Linked DNA regions of Sus scrofa: regions 1 and 3 are each linked to region 2. Evidence: chromatin contacts called from public HiChIP or PLAC-seq data. All regions are on one chromosome and are shown on one strand. Each heading gives the region's core, a stretch centred on a gene start, on an enhancer-like site or on the middle of the called end of the contact. The rest is flanking DNA. Distances are from core to core; before and after follow the strand shown.

Region 1 (2,700 bases), core at 166-2,665, 140 kb before region 2:
ATTGGCAGTATCTCTGCAATGCCAGGCTGCAGGTTTGATCTCCTGCCAGGCAAAGTGGGTTAAAGGTTCCAGTGTTGCTACAGCTGTTCCGTAGGTTGCAACGGTGGCTCGAATCTGATTGCTCTCCAGGGAACTCCATATGCTGTGGGATTACAAAAAAATTAAGAACTATCTATAAAAACATATGTGATGAACTGGCTTTACTGTGCCTGACACATAATTCTCTATTTTTGAGGTCATGGCAATTTTAAATCTAAATAGACCCTGACTGGAGTTCCCTTTGTGGCTCAGCAAAAACGAACCCTAATAGTATCCATGAAGATTTGAGTTTGATCCCTGGCCTTGCTCAGTGGGTTAAGTAAGGATCCATCATTACCCTGAGCTGTGGTATAGGTCACAGACATGGCTTGGATCCCATCTTGCTATTGCTGTGGCATAGGCTGGCAACTGCAGCTTTGATTGACCCCTAGCCTGCAAACGTCCATATGCTGCAAGTGTGGACCTTAAAAGCATAAAAAAAAAGAAAGAAAAAAGCCCCTGACCATGTGTATCCTTGGTATGGGTCTTCATGCTCTTGATATTACACTGACATGAAAAATGTGATTTTTTCCTACTTAAATTATAATTTTTATAGTACTTACTCAGAGTGTAGTCTCCTATATGATGTATCTAAGTTCATGGTCTCAGGTAATCCTTAGAATTAGTGACAAAATTGCTACCTCATTTTACAGATAGTAAGACCACACCTCAGAAAATGTGAATATTTCCTTTAATTGATATTGAGATGATGCTAGCTAGAATATGGAAACAATTTCCAGAAGAAATAGCAAAATAAGTTTAAACTATCTGCCTCTAAGAGCAGGAATTAGGAATGCAGAAGGGAGAGTTTATCAGTAACACTTACTGTATAACCAACCACCTTATAACTTAGAGGCTTAAGAAAACATTTTTCTCTTGAATCTTCAATTTGGGTAAGGCTTGATGGGAACAGCTCTGCTCCTTGCAGAATCAGTTGGAGTGGCAGTTGGAGGATCCATTTTTGCATAAAATTTGCGAAATCATTGGAAAATGGAAATATTGGAAAGTGTGGAAAATTTTGGAAAGTGCATGTGTGTTTATATGTATTTGCATTCAGAGAGAAATATTTGCTTTTTGTATAACATTTGACGTTCAAAGTGGGACTGCATGACAAGAATTGACCACCACATTCCAGGGCTAATGTCAGCCTGTCCTAGACAGTCCCAGCCTTGAATTCCTGTGATGTTAGAATTCACAACTATAAAAGGTTTGCAACTGTTGCAGATAAGTAAAGAACACATGTGAAATTGGATATCAGAGCCACATGCAGTGGTGTTACATGTTCACCTTTCAGTGATACATCCTAACAGGTGCTAGCAGAGCTGAAACTATGAACATCAATCAGCAGGAATCATAGATGAGCTTCCAGGATCCCTGACATCAGCATGACATACGGACAAGATTCTGCAGCTGTCAGAATATCTGGTGCTTGAAGCTGCATTCCATGACTTTTTACTGATAGACAGAATCTCTTTGAGATGCCTTGGGATTTGGTTGCCATCTGTTGTTGTTCCATGTCCTTATCTTCTGAGTATTTTATGATGATTAACTGATCACACTGTAGAAAAGCAGCATAGAGTAGACAGGAACAAATAGCAATCACTTCCTTTCAGTTAGAGGTGGAGAAGTCCCCTAGCATTATATGACTCATACAAGTTCATAATGTCAGAGATTCTCATACCAGAACATATGTTCATTTACTGTTTCTTATTGTTGAACAGTTGTATGTGCTGGGAACCAAGTTACATGAGCTTAGAGGAATAAGATGAAAGACCACCTTTATGGAGCTGCCAAATTTATGGAGGAAAATATATACCCTTAAAATGTTGGAGGGGAGAGGCATGTAAAAAGCATAGTGAAAACACATGGGAGCCTGCAAGACAGGATTCAGGAAGGTAACCTCTGTCTTCAGCTGTCAAACATGAGAGTGAATTTGCCCTCGTGGTGGCCATGTATGTTTGTATGGGATAAGGAGAGGGGGAGAAGCAGGATGTTTAGGAAGCATTGTACAAAAAGCCAAGAGGCATGACATTGCACCTGTCTTGTCTGAACATTCTTTGCATCAAAAAATGGGCTGAGTAGCCAGGCAATATACCGATTATAATTTGCATTTTCTTAACTACATGGGTTAGACCAGAGTTGTCTTACCTAACATGTTTAGAGAATAGAGCACTAAATGATTATGACAGCTTAGGGAGTTTCCTGATGGCCTAGCAGATTAGGGGCCTGGCATTGTCACTGTTGTGCTCAGGTCACTGCTATGGTGTGAGTTGGATCCCTGGCCTGGGAACTTCCTCATGCCACGGTCACAGCCAAAGTAAATTATGACAGTTTATTGAAAATGGTTAAGTCATTTATAAAAGACATGATAAACTTTTCTGCAGAAAAACTTACCTTGAACAAGAAGAGAAAAATGCATCAAGAAAAGTCAATGCTAATAGAGAACCAGAGGATCTAGCACAGCGAGGCATCAAAAAAGAGAACTTATTCTTTTGAGCAAGAGTGGCATACAAGTAGAACATCCACTGCTACTTCATAAAAGTTCTACTCACTACGATATGGTAGAGATATTTTCAAGATCTTAGGCAGTGCCACCCCCTTCCAAGTTGGTTCACAGGTACA
Region 2 (2,700 bases), core at 106-2,605:
CACCTAATGATATGGTTAAAAACACAGGATCGCTTGGCAAAGGATTGTGGGAATGTGAAAGTTAGTTTTCCTCAAGGATGGTGGTTTGAGTCTGTGAGGGACTAGTGAGCAAGGCTCTGGAGTTTGGGAGGTTTGAGGATATTCCATTCAGTGTATCTGACGGATCTCATATGTCAGTGACACTGGGGATGCGTGTAGGTAACCAAACAAAAAGTTCTCTTTCCCAGCAGAAAACAGTTTGTTTTTCAACGTACTGAGTTGGGGGAGGAGATGGGACTTCTGTGGCCCTTTTTGCCAGAGCATTTCAATTAAAAAAACAAACAAACAAACAGATCATGAGCAGATTTTAAAAAATGAACGAATGGAGCTCGAGTTTTACAAACTGTAAGCCAATCCCTGATACAGATCCTGTTTGTTTGGGTCACCTTTCATGAACTGTTTGATGCAAACAGGCACATTTATAGAATGGGGAAAATATACAGATGAGTGACAGTCATCTGATGACAGCCCTTTACCTTTCACGCAGAATTCCTGCTGTCGTTCTTGGTGACTTATGAGCGGCTTCTGTCTTTCGATGCCAGGAAAATCCACACAAGTGATCAGAGGCAACGGGAGTCCCATGTCCCCATTAACAGTTCAGAACCCCCATCTCCAGGCGATTCCCTTACACGGTCTGACACATCATCCACCTGAAAAAAGATGAAAAGTCAATGATAATGGTTGCAAGAATCACAGTAGGGTGAAGGATGAAATAAACAAGACTGGGTTTCTAACACTAATGACCGGCTTCCAGCAAATCACGTTCCCGGCTTGATCCAGCTCCACCTGTCCCAAGCTGCCTGCTTCTTCTCTAATGAAGGCTACAGCCGGCTGTTCAAGTCAGAACGGCACCCACGCAAGGAGCTAAAATTAACAATTGCATTATGCACCGAAGATTACTCACTTCAATTTTAACCTTTTTTAGTGAAATCTCGCACTTTATATTGAAGGAAAAAAAAAAAAAAAAAAAAAAAAAAACAAGCTTGTGTGTTTGCCTCAATGAGAATCCAAATCACCTTTGAGCAGAAGTCTTGCCTCCTTTTTCAACCAAGGCCTTTGTCTTAATTATAGATCAATCTAATCTACATGAATGCTGTTTCTGTGACTCCTTTCTTCATGAAAGTTATCCTATGAAGGCACATGGAAAGATTTTGGACTTAATGAGGCATTATCTGGAAAGATGAAAAAAATATACAAAGGAAGAAAAAAAACTTTCACCATGACATTGCTGAGAAAGCTCTCTCCTCTCCACTTACAGTTGGGGAAGAAGAATTCCTCCTATTCCAGTTGCTGGATGAACAGTCTATCCACACACCTCCCTCCCCATTAGGATTGCTACCGCCAGCTGGGCATTCTGTTTGACAGCAAAGTGGAGGGATTCAACAGCTTTTCAAACTCTGAGACTGTTGAAAAGAATCCCTGCTATAACGTGCACTTTCTTTTTCTAACAACTCCTACAGAAGCAGAGGCAAAGACAGCTAGAATGCAAACACAGAGACGGATTCCTAATAACGTTTGCCAAAATCAAGCTGGATCTTTCGCCTCTCGCTGCAACTCGACTCTGGTACACACCTGCTAAATCCAACAGCACGCACATCTCTTCACCATAGACCTGTCTTTGAAAACACTACATGCATCTCAGTTATTTAGTCTGAAGTTTAGAAAACCTTTCAGTCTCCCCCTCGCTGCCCCCTCCCAAGTTTAAATGAGCACAGCTGGCTGCTCACTGAATTTTACTGCATATTGGGTTACAACACCATTTGTTGTGTAAGAGGAAAACAACTGTTGAAAATCCAATCACTTAGTCAATAATTTCTAGCTTTATTCATGTCTTATTAAAATGGATAATTGGCTGTAAACTGTTGCTTTTGTTGTTAAAAAATTATATAACTATTGAGAGAAGCAAACATGAATTTAGAACCCAAGTGCATTTCTTGTCAGCAGTAATTTTAATTTTTCAATTTCGACCAGTTTCACCATGGCTACTACAACTATTAAATAGAGGTCAACATGCCTTAAAATTAGGATCTATTTAAGTACCCGGCCCATTATCTAATATGTTTTAGAACAGGCAGCAGTGATGGATGGATTTACCAAGTGCTTTTTGGATTCTGTTTTCCTTCTCCCAAAGAAAATGAAGTTATCAATGATTAACGCAGCCTTCCCGTCTCCTTTTTTTGATGCTCCTATTTGCACAGTGGCGGTTAACCCAGCAGTTGAAGTGGCCATGCAGTTTTCAAATCTAAGCCTTAGATGCCTTATTCCAGTCCCAGTAGGTGGATGCAAGATATAATTCTTTCCATGAAGAAAGAACAAACTGATATTCACGTAACCGTCTCAAAGCGCGAACAGCCTGGATATATGTGTGTGCGTAATTACCAGGACACGTTTTGAAATAGCACTGAGCTCTAAAGCCAGCGAGGTATTATTCTTGCATGCCTGAATCACAAAGTCACCATCCACCAGGATAAAAGAGAATATGGGCATATGGGGATGAGCAGAGAGGAACATATGGATCACAAATATTTTTGTAACTGATTAAAATTGTTCTCTTTGCTAAGAAAGTGGTGCCAGGAAATCAACCCTACTCCAGCTTTCTGTTCCCCAAACTAACCCGACTCTTCCACAGCCGTTTCATCCTAATTTGTTCCAATTTCTCCC
Region 3 (2,700 bases), core at 100-2,599, 230 kb before region 2:
GGATCTCAGTCCTAGAAAACCAGACACTGGGTGACACAGGCAATAAAATTTAATACCCAGATCTCAACAGGTGGACAGGCTGAAGCTATGATAAACTGTTTCAGCTCTGATGTTTAGCCTGGGAACTGGAGCAGCATGCACCAATAGATGGAGTCATTCAAAAACTAGCTGTATGGAGATGAGAGAGAAAGGTGTGGAGATAGAGATGAGAGAGAAAAAGGCAGGGTAAATGAGGGTCCAAAGATGGCAAAACGCCATCTCCACATGACCCAAGATCCAACTGGGAAAACTGCAAATGGCTTTTTGGAGAAAAGTTTGCCTAATATAATAGTCAAAGAAAAAAAAAAAAGTGCTGCTGCTCAGTACTTTCTTACACCAAATGGAGGCATTGCATAGAGAAAAATAACTTCAGCTAAAATTCTGGACCAGGGTATTCATAGTTTGGCTTCCAGATTCAAATTTTGGCTCTAATTGGGATTAGCACACAATCTTTTTGTTTCTCTCTCCATGCAAGCCCAAATTCTGCAGAATAGGGTCTCATCCTGTTTGGGAATAAAAATGGGTCCCTATCTTGCAATATCATTGGAATAATGTGCTGAAATCCTCTCCTGGTTTGCTTCTTGATATATATTCTTTGTGTCTATTTTTCCTCTATAAATGTTTAGTGCAGCCATTGCCAGTTCTACATCTCTTCTACTCCTTCCACACTCTCACCTGGACCCTCTCGGACTGTCTTCCCGCCCCAGTTTCGGATCTCCCTAAACCTCCTCAGCCCCGGGGTCTTTGTTACATCAAGACCACTCTATTTGCCAGTTCTCCAGCCCCCGCCCCCACCTTCTCCCTAGGCTTCGAGGTCAGCACCTCACAGGCCCAGAATCCGAGAATGAGGAACCCAGGTAATACACAAGTTAAGCGAACTCGCAACCTACGTGAGAGGTACTAATTGACTCACCTCTGAGGTCAACGTTCAAACCAGAGGATCAGTGAGCTGTGGACCTCTGCACCGCCAGAGTCTTTTGCCCAACTCAGAGCAAAGATCGTAGAAATGCAGCTGTTAGACCTACGAGAGTGCCTGTAAGATGAGATCTAGCCTTGACTGGGGGAAACATTCTTGCGCAATCTGTAGCAGATCCTGAGGTAAGAAGAAACTGGGGAGAGGTGGAGTTTTCGGCGCTTGTTACAGGGAGGGGGCGTAGTAGCAAGCAGAGTCCTTTGAGTAAGGACACCTGTATTTAAATCTGTGTATTTAAATCTGCTAGGGAACTTGGTTGTTTTGGTTAGTTTTAGTGTAGATTTAAAAAAATGGGCCCCACTCCAGATCTACTAAATCACATTCTCTGAAGTTGAGTGGGGAATATAAGAATAGCTGCAATAATTGGGAGGCTTGAAAAAAAAAAAGAATAGTTGCAGTAGGGGGCAGGTACTTTTGGATTAGATGGCTGGCAATTGCCGTTTATTTTGCAAGATAAATATTTAGAACTTGTATTTCTGTTTTTAGGCATGTGTGTGTATCAAATCTTCATGTTGGATGCCTTAAACCTACACAATGTTATATGTCAATTGCATTTTTAGGGACCCATCGATGGGACACCTGCCCCCCCGCCCCCCGCCTCAGCCAGACACAATAATAATTACTTGCATGAGCTGTCTCACAATAGGAAGTCCTAGATAAGGAACACAGTGCTCCTGTGCTGTTACACTATTACAGAAACTTAACCAACCCGGAGAATTTGAGAGGGGCCAAAAGGAGGGAGTGACAGGGGTCCCCCTTCCAGTAACAATAATATCTCAATAAAATAGGTAGAAATAAATACAAATGTATATCCTTCTATTTGTCAATAACCACATGAGCATTTTTGCATGTTTATTTTCCATATTTATTTGTAATTGCTATTTATAAACATAGAATTCTGGTCTATCAAGTGTTTTTACCAAAATTTACTTAAACATTCCCAAATGTCAAGCACATGAACTTATTTACCATGTATATAATCTTGCCCTCTCCAATCTATTCTCCAGAAAGCAGCTAAAATGCGCTTTATAAAATACGAACATGACTACACCACTTTTATAATTAAATCTTGAGTGGTTTCCCATGGCTTTTCGAATAAGAATCCAAAAATCCTTTTTTTTTTTTTTTTTTTTTTGTCTTTGTCTTTTTAGGCCTGCACCAATGGCATATGGAGGTTCCCAGGCTAGGGGTCTAATTAGAGCTGTAGCCGCCGGCCTACACCAGAGCCACTGCAACACAGGATCCGAACTGTGTCTGTGACCTACACTACAGCTCATGATTTACAAGGAGATCCTGCTGAATAGCATTGAGAACTATGTCTAGATACTCATGTTGCAACAGAAGAAAGGGTGGGGGAAAAAACTGTAATTGCAATGTATACATATAAGGATAACCTGACCCCCTTGCTGTACAGTGGGAAAAATTAAAAAAAAAAAATTTAATGAGTAAACATTCTGTCATCACCAAAAAAAAAAAAAAGTAATTTTTGTAAAAATTGAAAAAAAAAACAAAAAACAAAAACAAAAACAAAAATCCACACCACGTCAGAGTGGGGTAGTGGTTAAGAGTTGGAGTTTTGTACCCAGATAAAGCCTTCCATCAAAACTTGCTCCATAACTCAGTACTGTGCTTGTGGAGCTAGTGAATAAGGCTCAATGTCCTCATCTAATCTCCTGGTTTTTTATGAG

What was found. HiChIP or PLAC-seq counts read pairs in DNA pulled down with a chosen protein or histone mark.
Region 1: a contact with region 2 is called in an H3K27ac HiChIP or PLAC-seq map of skeletal muscle. The contact joins two enhancer-like sites. A contact is called at or near these places in 1 of 47 Hi-C or Micro-C datasets (skeletal muscle) and 1 of 2 datasets of contacts at active chromatin or transcription factors (skeletal muscle).
Region 3: an H3K27ac HiChIP or PLAC-seq map of skeletal muscle shows a contact between it and region 2, with 5 times the contacts expected there. The contact joins two enhancer-like sites. A contact is called at or near these places in 2 of 47 Hi-C or Micro-C datasets (both in skeletal muscle) and 1 of 2 datasets of contacts at active chromatin or transcription factors (skeletal muscle).

What each region holds. Positions count from the first base shown.
Region 1 is chr13:21,119,731-21,122,430 of Sscrofa11.1, reverse strand. No RefSeq gene overlaps it. Among named protein-coding and RNA genes, the nearest start is that of MIR128-2, 83 kb to the right of the region's middle. Within about 2 kb of position 1,415, at least 3 of the 83 cell types and tissues checked have an H3K27ac peak or open chromatin away from gene starts, as enhancers often do. A contact at or near this core is called in skeletal muscle, where this site is marked.
Region 2 is chr13:20,975,281-20,977,980 of Sscrofa11.1, reverse strand. It overlaps ARPP21 (cAMP-regulated phosphoprotein 21), which reads right to left. Exons shown (of 22, transcript XM_005669338.3): 1 at 2,134-2,700; 2 at 516-689. Among named protein-coding and RNA genes, the nearest start is that of ARPP21, 21 kb to the right of the region's middle. Within about 2 kb of position 1,355, at least 3 of the 83 cell types and tissues checked have an H3K27ac peak or open chromatin away from gene starts, as enhancers often do. A contact at or near this core is called in skeletal muscle, where this site is marked.
Region 3 is chr13:21,207,315-21,210,014 of Sscrofa11.1, reverse strand. No RefSeq gene overlaps it. Among named protein-coding and RNA genes, the nearest start is that of MIR128-2, 170 kb to the right of the region's middle. Within about 2 kb of position 1,349, at least 4 of the 83 cell types and tissues checked have an H3K27ac peak or open chromatin away from gene starts, as enhancers often do. A contact at or near this core is called in skeletal muscle, where this site is marked.